Regions from separate parts of the Mus musculus genome. Here region 2 is linked to region 1. The links are chromatin contacts, called in public HiChIP or PLAC-seq maps. All regions are on one chromosome and are shown on one strand. The core of a region is the stretch at or near the end of the contact, and the rest is flanking DNA. Distances in the headings are between cores, read along the strand shown. Region 1 overlaps Sox13 (SRY (sex determining region Y)-box 13). Region 2 has its middle 48 kb from the start of Sox13.

Region 1 (4,187 bases), core at 155-2,654:
CTTCAGGGAGGCTCCTATCAGGTCTATAAGAAAGCGCTTGTCCCAGCAGGGGAGAAAGAAGGAGGAATGAGCTCGCTCTGCTACTGCTGGTGTCCTTCACACAGAGGAAGTACAGGGAGCAGCATCAGTCTCCCTTGCTCCAGGCACTGTGCTAGGACCTGGGGCTACAGTGATAAGTGTAAGGTGCATGGGTCAGGTTCCCAGGCAATGGGGGAGAGCCAGAAACATCCTCAGGCATTCTGAGGCATCACCAGCTGTGATTGGTCCTTTGAAGACCAAGTTCAAGGTACCTTGAGAATGTAAAACAGGCACATTTGATAGGTTACCTCTTCATCTTGGGTTCTCTTATCCCCATTGTGCAGTGCAGGGAGTCCCAAGATGCCATTTCCTGATATCAGATAACCCTGTGTATGACCTGAAGGTATTGGGTGCGTATGGGAAAACTGGAAAAGGGCATCCACGGGAGAAGATGGCCTGAGGGACACGCTGGAACTCAAGTACGTGCTGCTGTGTCTATAGATAGATAGATAGATAGATAGATAGATAGATAGATAGATAGATAGAGATGAGATTGGCTGTGCTGCTCAGTGGTAGAGTACACACTAGGCTGGTGAGGTCCTGGGTACAATCCCCATCGAAACCCCAAACAAACAAAATGATAAAACGAATTAGGTGACTCTTGGGTGCTGAGGCAGGTGGATCTGAAGGTCAGTTTGCTCTACACCGTTAGGCCCTGTCTCAGGGAAAGATATTTTAAAAAAAGGTGAGCTCAATGTTTTGTCTAGTGCTAGGAAAATGGCTCAGAGATTGAGAGTGGTTACCGCTCTTGCCAAGGACAAGTGACCAGGTGGCTTACAACCACTCACAGTTCCAGCTGTAGCTCCAGGGGGATCTGATGCCTCTGCCTTCAGCATGCATTTATGAGTGCACACACACACACACACACACACACACACACACACACACACACAATTAAAAATAAAACAGATCTTTAAAAGATGTAAGAGAGGAACAAAAAGAGAGGATGTCCTATCTAACCTAACCCATCAGTTTGTACCCACAACTCGTTAGCTTTGGGACCCTTGGTGTGTTTGATACGGCACATTCCTACCGGCACTAGCTGCATTACTGGGGCTCAGTAGCTAAATGTAGCCAGTAGGGCTGGTTCTGGGCAGTCAGGACAGGCAGTGGACTCTTCTGTTTCCCCCTCAGTGGGGTGGATGGATGGTCACCACGTCCAGTGGGGCAGCACTTGGCCTCGGCGTTCATCTGACCGTGCTCTCTGGCTGCGGTGGCTGTGACTGCTTGCACTGAGGTAGGAGTTGGAAGCCCAGAGGCTGGGCCTAATGAAGAAGAAAAGCCCTTGGGATCCAAGTGTGGCCAGAGGAGGCGACCTGGTGGCAGCCAGTGGGTGTGGGACAGAGGTGGCTGAGAGCCGAGGGATCAGAAGCCCACAGGCCTTCATTGTGCGCCTGTCACACTTCCTCTGGCTTTATTGCTTTTGTCCAACACCCTATTGTCTGGTTTCCTTTTGTCCCGGCTTTCAGCACCACTGCCTTTTATTTTCCAGCCAGCCTGGTTGTTTTCATTTCTTTTGTCTGAAGTTCCTGAGAGGAAGGTTTTATTTTCAGCGGTTTGATTAATTCACAGCTTGAGCCCGGGTTTGTTTGTTATGTAATTGTTGCCCTCAGCTCCGGGGTAATACCCCGCCCCCACTCCTGCCCCCTGCGGGGCCTGGCTCCCAGCCCCTCCCCAGCCGGATGGGCTGAGCTGCCTGCTTTCTGCAGGTTCTCCAGGCACCCCCAGAACCCCTGGGCCTAACTGGGCTGGGGTCTCTTTTTTTCTCTTCATCCAGGTGAGATGGGGGACCTCTGAGGGTCCACTAGCCCGCTCTCGCCCTGCTCTCTCTCTTCTGGGTTGCTGAGGCACCAGGTGCTCAGAAAGTGGGTGGGGGAGTCTGCTGTGGTCTGATCTGAAGGGTGCAATCAAATACATACGTGTCAATTATAATATTCTTGTAACTGGTCTTAAGACACCTTATGTATGTGTTCTGTTGTATACAGAACTGTAACATTATATAATTGAGTCCACAGTGCCAGAGGGGTTGGTGTAAGCTATAGACTACAGTATACCCTGTACCGGGTTGATGTGATGGACAGATGCACTTGTCCCTTTATTTTCGCTCCACTGTGATCTGAAAGTATAAGATGGAAAATTCTACACGTAAATAATTCATAATGGGTTTTTCAGTTGTCTTGCTTTAAATGTGTTTGTTGTGTGTGTGACAGGGAGGAGGTATTTGGCGTGTATGGCAGTCAGGTGACAATTCTGGAGTGGTTCTTACCTTCGACATTTTTTGTTGCTCGAGCTCAGTCAGCCAGGCTTGCACTGTTGGGCAGCAAGCGCCTTTGCCTAGGAGGCTTCTTGATCTTGTTTTGGAGTTTTTAAAACAGCCTCATGAGCCCAGGCTGCCCCTTAACTGTTATGTAGCCAAGGATGACCTCAAACTTGTGACCTTCCTGTCTCTACCTCCTGAGGATCACAGGTGTGTACCACCAATTCCAGCTTTTGTGGTTGTTTCTTGAGATACTGTGTCTCCGTGTATAACCTTGGCTGTTCTGGAACTCACTCTGTAGACCAGGCTGGCCTTGAACTCAGAGATCCGCCTGCCTCTGCCTCCCAAGTGCTGGGATTAAAGGTGTGTGCCACCACCTGGCTGTTAGGTTTGTTTTGGCACACCCAGTTAGGTATAGTGCTGGGGACCGAGTTTAAAACTTTGTACATACTAGGCAAACACTCTACCCCTGAATTACATACACTCCTTTGTCATACTCAACAGCGGCCCCAACCTGAAGTCACAGGAATGCTGGAATCCCAGTGCTTGATTGGACAGTCTCATCAATTTAAGAACACTTAATTTGCCATGCAGAAAATCCGGGTTTGGTTCCCAGCACCCACACAGTGGCTCATATGACCTGTAATTCCACTTCAGGGGATCTGACGCCTTCTCTGGCTTCCGTGGGCACATGCATGTGCACAAAAATTCACTCAGGCATACATACATCCACATAAGAGGTGAAAGTTCTCCATAGAGGGAAAATTGTTTGCTAAAGTTGATAAAACCTAGTGAGAAGACACCGACTGTGGGATGGTGAAGAAAGGAAAAGGATTTTGTTGTTTTTTTTTTTTAAAGATTTATTTATTATAAAATAAATATGTGAGTGTACTGTCTCTCTCTTCAGACACACCAGAAGAGGGCATCAGATCCCACTACAGATGGTTGTGAGCCACCATATGGTTTCTGGGAATTGAACTCAGGACCTCTGGAAGAGCAGTCAGTGCTCTTAACCGCCGAGCCATCTCTCCAGCCCATGGTTTTGTCATTTTTGCTGCAACTCAGACTGCAAGTGAACAGCTTTGGTGTGGGACCATGGCTGGTTAAGCTGGGGAGTGGTACAGCGACAGGAATCTGCTGGGGACATACATGTCCCATACGTGGCAATCGTGTGTCGCACAGCCTCTTCTGTTTAAGGGTCTGTTACAGCATCTTATGGTTGCCCTCCGTCTGCTCTGAAAACTGAATCCCTGTGCATCTAAGTCCATTTTCTCCCATTGTAGAGAGTGGGATGACAACAAGTACCTCTGTCTGTGTTACCCACGGCAGGAGGCCACAGGAATACCAGTCAGCTAATAAGCCAATCAGTTCAATTGTCCAATAACACCACATGCACGCCTACCTCTCAGTGACGACATCAATCCATTTGTGAAGGCAGAGGGCTCCTGACCCAATCACCTCCAAAGAGGCCCCACCTCCCAATGTTTTTCCAAGAGGCCAGGTCCTTGTGTGCTACTGGAGCGCAGAGCACACCTCTGAGTGCTTGCCCCAGGAACTGGGGAGGGTGGGCAACTGCTGCTCTGGCCTTTCGCCTGCCGTGATCTTGGAAATGACATTGCAAAGTTCCTCTGATGCTCATCCTCTGGTGATGTTGAGCGGTCATGTGGTAGGAGAGGAGGCAGCTTTGCACGAGCGTCCACCAAGCATATTGCAGGTTGGGCATGGTGGCATAGGCCCGTGATCCCAGCACTGGCATGCAAGGCCATCCTCAGCTACATAGTTCAGTTCTAGCCTGGCTAAATGAGACCCTGTCTTGGAATACAAACAAATGTAAAAACCCAAGGGATAGGGA
Region 2 (4,249 bases), core at 1,351-3,850, 74 kb before region 1:
GGCTCCAGCATCAAAGCCCAACTGCTTCCAAGAGATGCTTCCAGATAGGAGCCCTGTCGTAACTGAGGGACAGCTATTCAAGTGACTCTTTCACTCTCTTCTTCTTCCCTAAAGATAGTAAGTAACAAGAACCTGTTAAACCCAAAGAGGAGTTGTGTTGCTACATACTGGTTGCCTACAACAGTTGGCCTGCCCCCTCTTACCAAACTGATCTGTGTCAATGCAGAGCAGAGTGGAGAATTTGCCTGGGACCCGACAGCTCTGGCTCTGAGAGATTTGTATCTCATAGCCCTGAATGCCTTATGGGTAAGAGATGGAAACAGAAGCCTGATTCCTGGGGTACATTCCCCACCTAAGAGCTGCTCTGTCAGATGACAAAACAGAAATCACAGGTTTACCAAGCCAGCGTACAGAGTACAGAGAGCACTTGTAGCTTGGTGTCTTTCAAAAGAAAGAGAAGCCTGGTGGCAGGGTTTACGCCTTTAATCTCTGCACTCCGGAGGCAGAGGCAGGTGGTTCTCTGTAAGTTTTAGGTCAGCATGGTCTAGAGTGAGTTCCATAATGGTCAGAGAAACCCCATCTAGAAAAAAACAAAAGAAAAGAAAGAGGCCCTTCCAAGTTCCTAGTTCAGTAGCCAGCGCTGCTGTCCTTTGAGGGCAGACAAGTGAGTTATTTGGGGTGGTTCACAGGCTCATGCCCCTGCCCCCACAATAATGCCTAAAGGAAGAGCAAATGACTTGAGGGTTTTATACATAGTCACTTTCATCCTGGCCAAGGAGTCCTGCAAAAACAGAGTTCAACTCTGCAACAATCCGACACGATACAGACAGAAGGTAACCATGGGTAAAAACTCAAGGAGGATTCTGAGATCTTTAAAGCGTGTGCCCTAGTTTGTTGGCTATCTCCTGTCATGTAACACAGTATAGCAAACTTTAGTGGCCTATGTAACAGATGCCTTGGGTGTTTCTGAGAAACACTGAGTTCCACAATGACATGTATTCTGGTTTCCCTGTCTGTTGGATGCAGGCTGAGCTCCGTAGACATCACTAGAATTGTCCAGTTTCCTCTTGGTGTGACAACTCCCTAGCCGAGAAGAAACCTTCACGAGTTACTTCCACTTTGTGCTGTTCAATAGAGATGAGTCACTGTGCTGTATGTAGCCCACACGTCAGGGGGACAGAATCACACACCCATATTGGTTTCTTTTTTGTGTGACAGTCTCATTATAGATCTCTGGCTGGCCTTAAACTCACAGATATTTTCCTGCCTCTGCCTCCTGAATGCTGGGATTAAAGATGTGCACCACAACACCAAGGATGCCATGCCGTGCTGGGCATAGTTTGCTGACCCCGGCTAAGTCATCCCAGTCTCTCAACCTCTCTTGTAGACTCCAATTCCTAGGGACTCTGGATGTACCCATTTTTAAAGGGAGAAACATCTGGCGACTTACTTTGACTGCCTTGTGTGACAACACTTGACAGCCTCTTTATTGTCCTGCCTTCACTGCTCCCTGAGCATCCTTCCTTGTGGCATTTTGCTCTCTCTGTTCCTTGAAGGTTTGGTTTGTGGGGTTTCCCTCCTCATTCTCATGCTTACTCCCAGCTATCCTGAACACCCATCTTCTAGTTTACACCCATCTTCCAGTTTACACCCATCTTCCAGTTTGGGTACAAACATCCTCTGTGTGTGTGTGTCTCTGTGTCTCTGTGTGTGTGTGTGTGTGTGTGTGTGTCTGTGTGTGTGTGTCTGTCTGTCTCTCTCTCTCTCTCTCTCTCTCTCTCTCTCTCTCTCTGTGTGTGTGTGTGTGTGTGTGTGTTTTGCTGGGAATAGAACTCAGAGCTTTGAGCTTTCCAAGCCTGCCTTCTACCACTTGGCTGCATGTCCAGCCCAAACACAAAGGTTTCCTGAAAGAGCTATGGCTTCATGGACCAGGCAGACTCTTTTTTTTTTTTTTTAGATTTATTTACTTATTATATGTAAGTACACTGTAGCTGTCTTCAGACACTCCAGAAGAAGGCATCAGATCTCATTATGGATGGCTGTGTGAGCCACCATGTGGTTGCTGGGATTTGAACTCAGGACCTTCGGAAGAGCAGTTAGTGCTCTTAACCGCTGAGCCATCTCTCCAGCCCCCCCAGGCAGACTCTTAACAGAAACTTTATTAAGCTGCCATTGTGGACAAGGCCCGTGGATAATATGTCAGTGAACATTTTGACTGTGTGCCAATAAAACTTTATTTGCAAAACAGGCTACCAGTCTGCTAGGCATAGTTTGCTGACTCCTGGATAACTCATCCAAGCTCCTCAACCCCTCTTCTAGACTCAGTTCCTTAGGACTCCTGACACATGTCCCTCTGCACTCTGAACAGTGCTCCCTCTGCACTCTGAACAGTGCTCCCTGGGTGTCTCTGAGTGGGGAACAAACATCCCCCACCACCTTCCAGTTCTCCTCTTCACATCTGGGTTTTCTCTTCTGTTCTCTCTCTTCTAAGTGACAACCCCAGTTTGTTAGTTGCTAGAGCCAGAAACCCAATTGTGATCCTAGCTTGTTCCTCTTCTCCACCTCATGTACACATTCCATCTATGACCAGTCTGCTTCTAGACTGTCCTCCTGGCCACACCCCCACTGCTACCACGGGGTTAAGCTTGCACCAGCCTGTGCCTGAAATACCGAAACAGTCTCCAGGAGAAAAAAAATGAATACCCTGAGGAAGTTCACATCCTAACCCCAGAGCCTTGGTGTATGTTATCTTATGTTCCAAGGGGACTGTGGATATGTAGCCTAATTAAGGAAGCTTGTCTTAGATCTCTCAGTGTAATCACAAAGGATCAAACGGAGGGAGGTGACAGGGAATCAGTGACCAGGAAGGGGGCATTTGAAGATGGAGACAAGACCACATGGCCCAAGGAACGCCAAAGACATCCAGGTGCTACTGGAAATGAAGGCCAGACTGTTCGCATGGACCTGCAGAAGCAGCCAGCCTGCCTGTCCCTTAACATCAGTCTATTCAGTCTGACTTTGGGTGTCCAATCTCTGGAACTGTAGATAGAACAGCTGTGATGTCTGAAGCCACTAAATTATTACAGCTGCAACAGGAAGTGACCGCATCTCCCAACCAGCTCGTTCATTCCACACCACCCCAAACACAAATGTGACCTATCACTCCCCATGGAGAACACGTCAGTGACCCCTCCTCCACCCGCAGTATAAACTCCAAGCTCCTGGTAAGGCTGCACCATCCACCCCCGTTATGCCTTGACCATAGCCAGTTTTGATGTCATGCTCTTTTGAAATGAACTGGATGCTCTGATAAAAATGCCTTCTTCTCCCCTCCCTCCCCCCCCCCCCGCCCCAAACAATTCTTCTAAGCCTCCTTCAGTTTCTGGCTTGAGTGTCATTTCTAAAAGGAGCTAGCTGGTTCCTGGCCTCTGGGGGCCATTCTGAAGTCAGTCCTATTGAAAGTGACATCATACTGTCGACGAGTGAACCTCTGTGTGGGCGGCCCAGTACACATAGCTCCTGACACGCTGGCTGGTGCAGAGAGGGACTGAATGGAGAGTCAAGGGAGGCTCCCTGGGGTGAGACTGGGGGACTCCATGTCTGTTTTTCCCCTTGAGACAAGTGGGGCAGGGGGGCCCTTGGGGACAGAGAGATGGAGCAGGCCAGGAGGTGGGAGCTGAACTGCCCTCATTTCCCTCTGCTCAGCCCTGGTGGGGAAGATTCTGGAAGGATTGCCAGACAGCACTGCCCCACTGCTACAATTAGCTGAGCCTTTCATTCCTCTCTACAAAGAAGAGCAAGCAAATCAAAGGGAGATAAAAGTGAGTGTCCCACAGAGGACTTTGAGAAGAGGGAGAAGGACCAGGAGGGTGGCGGCAGGACCAGGCAGAGGCAGAGAGAAAGCCCCACAGGACAAACAAAGACGAAAGCCAGCAGATCCCAAGGATCAGACGTGGAGACACACGGACAAGAAGAGACCAGGCCATGTGGGACAGCAGCCTGTCAGCCAAGGAGGAGGGGATGAAGAAAGATAAAAGGCTTGTGTGAATGGCCGGAGAAGAGGGTGGAGAGGGACCCCAAATGGAGTTGGGACAAAGGCGTGAAAGGACAAGACTGCCACTGTCCCAAAAGCCACCACAGAAGACAAAGAGGAGCTGAGACAAAGGCCGAGGGGAGATGGAAGGGAGCCATGTGGCCCTGTATTGGTGACAGGGCTGTCAACGTGAGCACTTATTGTGCTGCCCAGCGC

Evidence for each region. HiChIP or PLAC-seq counts read pairs in DNA pulled down with a chosen protein or histone mark.
Region 2: a contact with region 1 is called in an H3K27ac HiChIP or PLAC-seq map of heart atrium, with 9 read pairs. The contact joins two enhancer-like sites. A contact is called at or near these places in 1 of 15 datasets of contacts at CTCF or cohesin (embryonic stem cells), 18 of 484 Hi-C or Micro-C datasets (the AML12 cell line, B cells, Sertoli cells and 10 more), 7 of 115 datasets of contacts at active chromatin or transcription factors (embryonic fibroblasts, embryonic midbrain, embryonic stem cells and 3 more) and 4 of 9 other capture datasets (adipose tissue, embryonic stem cells, liver and 1 more).

What each region holds. Positions count from the first base shown.
Region 1 is chr1:133,395,213-133,399,399 of GRCm38.p6, reverse strand. The region is part of intron 1 of Sox13 (SRY (sex determining region Y)-box 13); the gene reads left to right. Among named protein-coding and RNA genes, the nearest start is that of Sox13, 27 kb to the left of the region's middle. Within about 2 kb of position 1,404, at least 95 of the 459 cell types and tissues checked have an H3K27ac peak or open chromatin away from gene starts, as enhancers often do. A contact at or near this core is called in adipose tissue, extraembryonic ectoderm, heart atrium and 1 more, where this site is marked.
Region 2 is chr1:133,470,127-133,474,375 of GRCm38.p6, reverse strand. No RefSeq gene overlaps it. Among named protein-coding and RNA genes, the nearest start is that of Sox13, 48 kb to the right of the region's middle. Within about 2 kb of position 2,600, at least 69 of the 459 cell types and tissues checked have an H3K27ac peak or open chromatin away from gene starts, as enhancers often do. A contact at or near this core is called in adipose tissue, extraembryonic ectoderm, heart atrium and 1 more, where this site is marked.